3 separate regions of the Mus musculus genome follow, and all the other regions are linked to region 3. A link is a contact called in public Hi-C and promoter capture Hi-C data. All regions are on one chromosome and are shown on one strand. The core of a region is the stretch at or near the end of the contact, and the rest is flanking DNA. Distances in the headings are between cores, read along the strand shown. Region 1 overlaps Gnat3 (guanine nucleotide binding protein, alpha transducing 3). Region 2 holds the start of Gnat3 (guanine nucleotide binding protein, alpha transducing 3). Region 3 overlaps Cd36 (CD36 molecule).

Region 1 (3,409 bases), core at 809-3,308, 190 kb before region 3:
TTACATTATAATACATAAAACAGTAAAATTTCAGTTATGAAGTAGTAACAACATAATTTTATACTTGGGAGTCACCACATGTGGAACTGTATTACTGGATGACAGCACTAGGAAGGCTGAGAACCACTGATCTACCACAATGACTTTAAAACAAAGTTCTTTTACCCTTAAAAGTGGATTTAGCACCTAAAGTTTTCCTCAAGGAGAAAAGTAAAACTGTGTATAAGAGGTAACATAATGGTTGTATGCTAATAAAGTCTGGTTACCTTTAAATGGGTATTGACTTGAGATGTAATGTGTCAAAGAATGAATTGGCAGATTTTACATTTTAATTTTTTTTTTTACTATTACTTGAAGCATTGTACATTTTCTATTGATGAAATCTGATGTGTGAGAAGTGCATGATATGTCAGCCATTTTGTGTCCAAGTAAAAAAGTTTAAAAAAAAACATGATATACTTACAAAATAGAAATCAAATCCATTTAATGAAAGCTTGAGCAAAAATAGATTTTAAATAATTTTTCTTTGCATTTGTAAATCACTTTAGGCAAAGAAGAGACTTTAGCAAATTGGCAGATTTTCATCAAAAGTGCTGATTTTAATAAGTAAATTTGGTATTTGGATGCCCAAGCCTGTAGTTTCTAAACCTTTAGCTGTTATGACTCAAGTCACATACAATGCGTTGATTATTTACTTCTAATCCTGTAAAGATAGTGCTGTCCCTTGTAAACCACATTTGCTCTTAATGCTTGTGGAATTTAAACAGCACACTAGGTGGCCCTAATTAGTAAACCATGAAACTTAGGTAGCTGAGGCCTTTCCTCCGAGCTTTTCCTAGAGCTTGTGGCATCTTCAGCCAAACCCGGGAACTGGGAATTCTGCTCTACTCTTCTGGCAGCGTCCATCTGCAGAATGTCTAGATGTGCAAAAAAAAAAAAAAAAAATCTTCCTTTCACTAAAAAGTTGGAAAAAAATGTTTTATATAGTATAAACAAAATAAATAGGCAGTGCAGGATCACTCTGATATGGAAATTGAAGTATGTAATTTAATTCAAAAATTGAAAAAATAATATGTTCTTAACGTTTGGAAGAAAATAATGTAAATTTAGCAACATTTTAGCAGGCTTTTATTTAATATGCCTATAGTAACACTTTGAAGCTGCCAAAGTTAATATCTCAAGTATTCAGTTTATGTAGAAAATATTTCTAGTACATAGAGAGAAAATAAATTTTCATAAAATTATACTGCTGTGCAAATCAACTGAGTGTTCAAAAACTATTTACAGTATGGGCAGAACTCAGAAAATCAATGGAAATAGATGTTTGATATATTTAACAGTATGGTAATATTCTCAACTCAAACTATTAGTCAAAAATTCTAAGCATTTAAACAAATAAATCATCTAAAATATGAAATACAGTGTCATTTTATTGCCTCAGGTTAGTTATCTGAGTTATAATTAGTTAAATTTTTTACTATAAATATAAAGGACAAACAAGGAGGCAAGCATACTAACAATGTAATTGAAGGTATCTAGGCAATATTTATTCAAAATGAAATTTATTAATCTTGACTGGAACACACTTACATGTCTGTCTTTCGGTTCACCTTTCCCAGAGGTAACTAAGCAACATTTTGTATGTAATGTATAAGCTTGCATCTAATTTACTCAATGATTAGCACAGACAGGTAAGCAAGGTTTTACAGTACCACAGAAATCACTTTGATAATCACAGTGAGGTAGAGACTGGAACCTTGGAGAAAATGTTCCCAAGTTTATGTAGTCATAGAGTGACACCCTGCTCTCATCAAGTGGAATCCATACTTTTGTCTAAAGGAAATGGTCCCAGTGGAAATTAACAATAAATGAACACTCATCACCATCACAGAAATGTGCTCACTACACATGGACTTCTTTTTATGTTTTTTTTTTCCAGACTCTCTCCATCCATCACTGTCGTTTTTTCCTAAGAAACAGACTTATGGGTCAAAGGTACTCAGTGATTACAAATCTGCATTGTCATTGTCATGCATGACCCATCTTTCTGTTTAAAGAGAGCTTTGCTTCCCAGCCACATTACTTTTTGTTGCTTGTTTAATTAAACCTCAGGGCTTGCATGGTTTGTCACGGGATTCATTCAAGGACAATGTTGTATGTTTTCTATGTTTGTAGGCATGGGAAGAAATAGAAAACGAGTAATTGCACAAACTTTTTGTAGCCAAACAAAATCACATGTTCTTGTTGATTCATACAGAAAATAATTCAAGAAGCACTCGAAACAAGGAAGTTTGAAGTCGTGGCAACAATTCTATTGTAAACAGTGCAATGCTCTCCTAAGTTCCTTATTAACATTAAATACTTACTTGCCAATATTTGCTATGCTGACTCTAACGAGATTTCACAATATGCTAAAATCTGAAGCCAATCGACTTTTCTTCCAGAGTTTTGTGTCTTGCTCAATAACCTAGTGGTCTATCACATATATCACTAGTAAACTTATTCTAGGGGTTATTTCAGTAACACTGAAATATATGATTCAGATGCATACAGTTCCAAATATCAACACGCATGCCATCTGTCTGTGTTCATGCTAAGTAAGCATTGAACATCATGGTAATTTTTTTTTTTAACTAAGAGAAGATATGTGTAGTATATATTTCTTCTCAGGTATGTTGTTTCATGTCTTTTCTGCTGGCTCTCAGGTTTTTTTTTTTATAATAAAATGCTAAACCATTTCCCATTATTTGTGCTTACATGCACAATGTGCCAAGTTACAACCTATGTGTCATCTGCAATTCTTGTCCAAGAAAATGACTTACTAAGCTGCAGAGTCATTGAGCTGGTATTCAGATGCCCTTTCAAAGCAGGCTTGGATTCCTGGATCCCCCCACAGTCGTTTAATGATTTCAGCCAGCTGTGGAGTCATATCACCATCTTCTAGTGTATTTGCCATTGAGTGAAGTTGTTCTTGGTCCTCCTGGAATAATATTTTGGTGGGAAGAACAAAAGTATGCTATTTAGGCACAGGCACTGTTTTAAATAGAGCACGCTAAAAGGTTTTTGTTCCTTTCATTTTGTCAATCATTTCACTGAAGAGTTTTTCAAAATCTATGAAGAATAATTAAACTAAAATTCATTATAGTAGTTGACTGATATCTAGAAATGCTGACCTTTGGAAAATTGCAAAATACTATATGAAGAATTTGAATGCTTTGGTATATTTCATTGATTTCTGAATATGTTGTCACAAAGAATAACAGTGCTAGTCTGTTATGGCCTGGTTTAAAATGCTGGTGTGAAAGAAAAATTAGATTGTAATAAAATGTTACTTGGCATGAGGTATTTCTTTTAATTACTTGGGCAAGTGATTACACACACGTATAGACACACAGAGGTACTGACGCTG
Region 2 (3,400 bases), core at 528-3,027, 150 kb before region 3:
TTACACCTTTCTATTTGGGGGCCTTCATTTTCATTGACACATTTTCAGTCACCTCTCCATATTCTTTTACCCTGTTCTTCCCCAGCACAGTCTCCTGTGCAGTTGGTCAGTTACTCCAGCACACCAACCACAAGCATGATACCTCTGTGGAGGTTTAGCAATATCGTCCTTGTAACTGGTAATTGATCCATTTCAGGGATTTGGCTTAGGATTTGTGCTTTTATAAAGTAAGAGAAAATATTTCTAAATGGTGTGTTGAAAATATTTTTCATTTCTTCTTGAAATTTATCTCAGCATGTAGACTTACCTTTATTAACTTAATGTGTGTGTATGTGTGTGTGTGTGTGTGTGTGTGTGAGAGAGAGAGAGAGAGAGAGAGAGAGAGAGAGAGAGAGAGAGAGAGAGGTACAGCCTGCAAGGGTGGGGAAGTCAAAGAGGCAGGACCTTGAAGAAGTTGATCAGTTGTATCCACAGGCAAGAAACAAATAGCAGGTGTTGCAGTGGACGTTTGTAGGACAATGAGAATGGCTTGTCAAAGAACTAGAGCAAGGAAAGAGAGACTCCCTTTCATGGAGAAACAAGAGACAGAGCCCACAGGCAGCTGCTGAAACAGTAGTGGGAGTAAAGCAAAAGAACACTTAGAAAATGATAAATCCACAATCCTGAAATAATGAATTACTTTGCATATAACTTATATCAGGGTAAATACACAGCTGCCAATAAGTTAGAGTTCTTGCTTGGATTTGTTTTTATATTGATTAAGAGGGTTTTTTAAAATTTTTTTTTTATTTTGAGAATCATTTACATAATATTTTAACACAAGGTTAATCTTTCAACACCAAAGCTAACTGGCTGATTAGTTGGCCTATAGCCTGACTGTGAAGAAACTGAAAAACAAACAAGAAAAGGAAGACTGAATCCACCCAATGCATCTTACTGGGTCATCTCCTGTAGTACACAATATATTTATCTAATACATGTTACCATATCTTTGTGCTAAAAATATCATGGGTTTTAATACCCTAAATCATACATTTTCTGCTTTCTCTAGAAGTCCACAGTGAAATTTCCCTTAAATCTCTCATGTTGCTGAGTTAGAAACAATTAGTATGCCCAACTCTGCCAGCTTGTTCCTCCAACAAGCAGTTACAAATTCTATTGTTTTATGCCAGTGACCACTGTGTGTCAAGCAGTTTCTGAAAAATGACTTGTCATTAAGTATTTTACTTGTTATTTGGTAAACAATAGAATGCAACAAAATAACAAATATGCATGAGTCTTCTTTGAGGGATGATACTCTGTAGTCTGTGAAAGACATAAACCGAGGCATCTAATATTTATCTCTTAAACAATGTAAAAAATGTGAAGCATAAAATAAATTATGAAATACATATAGGGTTCATGTGAAATCAGTACCCTTAGGATTCCAAACATATCCTTATATTAATCCTCCAGGAAGTGAAAAATTTAAAATTTGAGAAAAGCAACTGTGTCTGTCATAAATAAGGGGGAAAAAATCAGATGCTGAAAGCAAAAGAGAAGCACATTACCTAGTAGCAGTAACTTCACAGTTCTTGCATCCCGCTCAGCATCCTCCTGAAGCTTCTTCTCCAGTTCTTTGGACCTTCTGGCTGATTCCTTGCTCTCTGAACTAATTCCACTTCCCATCTTTTGATGTTAGTGGCTGGGCAGTTGATTTGCTCAAACTTTTCAAACACGGAGCACAGCTGTAGTTTAGATATAGGACATATGAGCGGTGCTCGCTACAACAGGCAGCAGCTACCCCTGCGCTCTCAATTCTGCTTTGACTAAGGGGATCTAGTCCATCTGTCACCTGATCAAGAGGAAAAACCATGCAACTCCAATGGAAGCTTAAGAGGAAACTCATTATGCTTTTAAATTAAGTGGTCACATCTGGCCCGCCTTCAAAATCATGCTTACCTGCCTGAGAGTTTAGCACAAAACACATGGAAAGCATTCAAAATCTTGAAATTAAAGAAAATCTGTGATGGGCAATTCAAGTGAAATGTTTCTTACCAACAGAAAATATTTATTATTGGTATTGTATTTACTATTAATCAAAAACACTTGCATTTTTAACTTTAAATACTTTGTTTTTCAGATTCTTCATAATTACCCCTTAGCCTCAAAAAGATTATGCATGATGCTATTCAAATTCCATTTTGCCTATTCTAAGGTTGGTACAAATATTGAGAATCTCTTAATATATCAATAAATTAGAAAACATTTAAATAATAGCAACAAAGGACATGATTTACATATTTATACATTTTTTTTTTAGCTATAAATGTAAAATTCTAGGTCCAGTATCTTAACATGGATTTTTATTCTCATAGGATTAATCACTATGAATTGAGCTTTTACTGCCTGTGTGAAAGTCAATCCATCACTGGTAATTGAAGGCCTACTTTGTATGGACACTGATCTGTGTTCAATGTGGACAGCACTTAACATTTTAGGGCCATTAAGCAACAGCTGTTGTGTTGGGGGTACACAGTCTGAGTTGATACTTACGGAATAAGGACCAATGTTTTGGAAGCATATAAAAATATCAAAGATAATCAGATGATAATCAAAATACTAAATATACCCAACTATGTTCCATAATTTTTTACCTACCCTACTAACATCCTAAAAATTTTTGAAAATTGGCTGCCTCAAGGGAAGAGAAGATTTTTACACATTTTTTTGTTTGTTTATCTGAAGCAAAAGGTATTTAGTAGACTGTCAAACAATATTCTTCTTATAAACACAGCTATCTGCCTGTAACAGCAAGTGTGTCTTACACTGTAGTGTGTCTTAGTACATTTAATTATAAAATACTTGAATAAAACTATCTAATCAAGCTGTCACTGCTGTTTTGCAGAGATCATGTGTGAAGTTTGAGCAGGTGGAATTTTGAATATTCATACAACAAGGAAATGGGCCACCAGACTAAGTACTCATTCCTGCTTTGTTTACTTTTGCACATTAAATATGTTGAGCTGAAGATAAAGACTAAACATAGTCAAAGCATCCTGAGTAAAGACTCAGAGAGGTACATATGCAAAGCTTTGTGCCACTCATTTGCCATTGCTTTTACTATGCAAAGAGCTAGTCCCAAAGGAAGGAGATCTGTCTTGCTACATTACTTATGATCAGCCCAGGAGACAGGCTTCCACCTCAGAATGAAAGACTTAGTACACTAAATCATCTTTGACATGTGTCATAGGCTGAATTGCACACATGTACATGTACATTCCTGCATGTTCCATTCCAGCAAAGGATTGACAGGAAATAGTATGTCATTTGCCCCCTATAAATACACCCCTTGCTTTTGTACAGGGATATACGTGGTTTTGATAGTTTTGGTGTTTTTGTTTTCCAAGTCTTCCTCAGC
Region 3 (3,429 bases), core at 624-3,123:
ATGTTGAGGTTCTTCTATGTGTTAGGGGCGAGCATGACATGCCAGTGACGACACTCTGAATCCATTTTAAATTGAGGCTATAGAAAAATATGCCCCATACAACAGAGCCGCTGTTTGATTTGGCTAATGACTGTGAAGACGATATTGATGAAGCGGTAATTGACATCATAAGACATGATCGAAGCATAAAATCGCATGGTTTAATATCAAAATTATATCTCAATTTATGAGTTTATGGAGTTCCTTCTAGATATCTTACATTTTAAATTTTATGTTCTTTGCCAAGAATGGTAATAAAGGCATCATGTAACCATGTGAAAAAAGGTGTTGCCCTTGATCTTGTTAACCAATACATCCGAAGACATCCATTTTTCTTTTTTAATTTTAAAATCTGAGTGATTTTCCTCTTTCATAAGAGCTTTCCTAAGACATGTTTTACTGATTTTTTCTCTTCCTGAGCGCCATCTACTGGTTTGATGTTGTAAGTGCCATTTAGGGAAAAAAATGAATCTGATTTAGCTTTAGTTTCACTTAGTCATACCTGCATTGAAATCTCTGAAATTTCTGTAGCCTTACTTGAATCAGTATTAGTAGGTATTTTAATTTTAAAATAGATATTTTGTGTGCAGGCATTACTAGAAATTTGGTGCCTTGGGTTGTTTCAGATTTGTTAGGTTGCTTGAGCATCTTACTCAACAGAGTATAAATGATAAAGCTTTGCACAGCATCTATTAAAATACTGTTCCTGTCCTTTAGACCATGAGCATGTTTTTAAATAATATGGTTATTTCATGAAGCACTGAGAGCCAGGTGTCCTGGCCCACCTTTGTACTTATTTGAACTGCTTAGTTTAAGCCTGACTTAAAACATACCAAAAAGTAAGAAAATACCGAACTTACCCCAAACTCATTATGTTTATGGGGACCCATAATCTGTATCTGATAAGAATGCAAAGTTGCCTATCAAACTTGTAGGCTCATGGTTTTTCAATAGTGTAGTTGTAACTCAGCTCTTATAATTGATATCCAGCAATAGATTAATGTGCTGAGTGAGATCTACCCTATTTCATTTTAATGTCTGCTTTGTACCGACAAAATCTTTTTCTACAATGCAATCATCATTTAACACAGTGATGAAAACTATTACAAGTGTTAAAGGCAAGAGATTAAGAACTTAAGAACTCAGCCGGGCTGTGGTGGCGCACGCCTTTGATCGCAGCACTTGGGAGGCAGAGGCAGGCGGGTTTCTGAGTTTGAGGCCAGCCTGGTATGCAGAGTGAGTTCCAGGACAGCCAGGGCTACACAGAGAAACCCTGTCTCGGAAAAAAACGGAAAAAAAAAAGGAACTAAGAACTCTATGTGTAAAATGAAGGAACAGAGTTCGGTCTGGATCCCTTTAAATTGGAAATGCCTTTTGGTTGCTTAATGGTGGTTTCATGAATGTACTTAACCACATGTAGGCTGGATAGACTACACACTTGGAGAGATCTTTCTAATATGAAAAATATATTCCTACTCTCTGACCCTCTATACCTCAGGATAAAGATGGCTGTTTGGTTATGCTGCCCTTGTATGTCTGAAATCTCACTTTGTGCCTTTTATTCTCACCAACTTTTTCTCTCTTTAATTAAACAACACTCAAGCACTTACAGTTCTCAAACCACATTATCATGATCTTCAGTATTTTAAACTTGCTACTTTTAGTCCTTCTTATGTATATTTACATTTACTTAGACCACCACATGGAATTGCTACCAAAATGAGTTTTCAACCCACTCCACTTTACCCAGTCCAAAGCCCCATGTCTATTCTAACTCAGCTCATTCTATTCTACTTTCCTATTCCAGGTTTAACAACCTTTGCCAGAGATGTCTCACTAGCTAATCATTTACCATGAAATTCTGTTAGTGTAAATTGTGATTTGTTCTGAGTTCAAAATAGTATTTGTTGAAGGAATTGAGATATTTGTTACTCAGGATTTTGACCCCCCCTCATTTTGTTGACTTCTGTTTATTTCAGAGTTCGTTATCTAGCCAAGGAAAATATAACTCAGGACCCCGAGGACCACACTGTGTCTTTTGTACAGCCCAATGGAGCCATCTTTGAGCCTTCACTGTCTGTTGGAACAGAGGATGACAACTTCACAGTTCTGAATCTGGCTGTAGCAGTGAGTGCATAGTAGCAGTTGCTTGGACCATTTCAGAGCCTCTCACAATCGCATATGAACCTTAATCATTTGGCCTTAGTTGTTTTACAACTTCATAAAAACCATGTTTCATGCTATTTTGTTATCTGGATAGATGACCCAATCAGCCTAATCAATTGACTTAATTGATTGATTAGTCTCATTTAAAACCAGCTCTTTAAAAAAGTAATCCTATAAGGGATTAGAAAAATGGCAGAAATTATAATTTTAGACTAGGCAGGATTTGTCAGATTTTGAATGTTTATTTTGATTTTAATTGAACTTGATTGTTATATTTAATCAATTTATTTAAGAAATATAATGGACTTACTTCTCAGATACTGATTATTTTTTTATTGTAGGCTGCACCACATATCTACCAAAATTCATTTGTTCAAGTTGTGCTCAACTCTCTTATAAAAAAGTCCAAGTCTTCTATGTTCCAAACAAGATCTTTGAAAGAACTCTTGTGGGGTTACAAAGATCCATTCCTCAGTTTGGTTCCATATCCTATAAGTACCACAGTTGGTGTGTTTTATCCTGTAAGTACCAAATATAAATGATTGCTATATTTTTAAGTATATAAATCAAGTGTTAATAGAAACATTTATTGTTTTGCATATTTCCTTACTAGTTAATCTGAGAACATATAATTCATTATTTTTAAAGTCTAAATTTTACATGCTGTCAATTTTTATAGTGAAAAATTACTTAATATATTTGACTAAATTAATTTTAATTTAAAAATTAATCAAATTTTATTCTTATAGAAAATTGAAAATTCATTTGTAAATATGTAAATATTTATAAATTGGATTTAATTTTATTTTTTTCTAAAGAATCAAGGTTAGTATGTCTTTGTATTCAAAATCAAACATGTTGATCATAGCTTTTCTCATTTTCTAGAGCTATAATTTTAGTAAAATTTCAATTAAAAGGTTACTGTGAATGTTCCCTTGAGGTATTGAGCAAGCTGCACTTAGCGAGGACTGCCAGACAGCTTCACAGAATGGCAGTTTGGGGATAAAGAGGATGTAGACTCCTTGCTGTAGGGCGTTTCAGCTTTTAAGGTTTGGATTCCTAATGGGATGAGAGTGAGACAGTTTAACCAAGTCTCACTATATAGTCTGACACTGGGTCGCAATACTGCTTACATTTTCCAATTCCTCGTTGCTAATGCATCAGATTATCCAGTGGTATATTAGTTAAATATTAACAGAAAAGCTGGAAGGAGTTAGAGTCAAT

Evidence for each region. Promoter capture Hi-C pulls out the DNA fragments that hold promoters and counts their contacts. A called contact is a pair of places that touch in the nucleus more often than the background predicts.
Region 1: a contact with region 3 is called in a Hi-C map of bone marrow-derived macrophages, with 35 read pairs. The contact joins two enhancer-like sites. A contact is called at or near these places in 9 of 484 Hi-C or Micro-C datasets (3T3-L1-derived adipocytes, the AML12 cell line, bone marrow-derived macrophages and 5 more), 4 of 115 datasets of contacts at active chromatin or transcription factors (bone marrow-derived dendritic cells, heart atrium, intestinal villus epithelium and 1 more) and 1 of 9 other capture datasets (bone marrow-derived macrophages).
Region 2: a contact with region 3 is called in a promoter capture Hi-C map of liver, with 4 times the contacts expected there. The contact joins the promoter of Gnat3 here to the enhancer-like site in region 3. A contact is called at or near these places in 6 of 39 promoter capture datasets (the C10 cell line, hematopoietic stem and progenitor cells, liver and 2 more), 1 of 15 datasets of contacts at CTCF or cohesin (the G1E-ER4 cell line), 2 of 484 Hi-C or Micro-C datasets (the G1E-ER4 cell line and bone marrow-derived macrophages), 1 of 115 datasets of contacts at active chromatin or transcription factors (bone marrow-derived dendritic cells) and 3 of 9 other capture datasets (adipose tissue, liver and macrophages).

The regions. Positions count from the first base shown.
Region 1 is chr5:17,999,225-18,002,633 of GRCm38.p6, reverse strand. Gnat3 (guanine nucleotide binding protein, alpha transducing 3) reads right to left here. Exons shown (of 8, transcript NM_001081143.1): 4 at 2,823-2,980. Among named protein-coding and RNA genes, the nearest start is that of Gnat3, 38 kb to the right of the region's middle. Within about 2 kb of position 2,058, at least 38 of the 459 cell types and tissues checked have an H3K27ac peak or open chromatin away from gene starts, as enhancers often do. A contact at or near this core is called in bone marrow-derived macrophages and liver, where this site is marked.
Region 2 is chr5:17,960,947-17,964,346 of GRCm38.p6, reverse strand. It overlaps Gnat3 (guanine nucleotide binding protein, alpha transducing 3), which reads right to left and starts at 1,777. Exons shown (of 8, transcript NM_001081143.1): 1 at 1,551-1,777. The coding sequence starts at 1,668.
Region 3 is chr5:17,813,410-17,816,838 of GRCm38.p6, reverse strand. It overlaps Cd36 (CD36 molecule), which reads left to right. Exons shown (of 15, transcript NM_007643.4): 5 at 2,019-2,166; 6 at 2,547-2,726. Among named protein-coding and RNA genes, the nearest start is that of Cd36, 21 kb to the left of the region's middle. Within about 2 kb of position 1,873, at least 3 of the 459 cell types and tissues checked have an H3K27ac peak or open chromatin away from gene starts, as enhancers often do. A contact at or near this core is called in bone marrow-derived macrophages and liver, where this site is marked.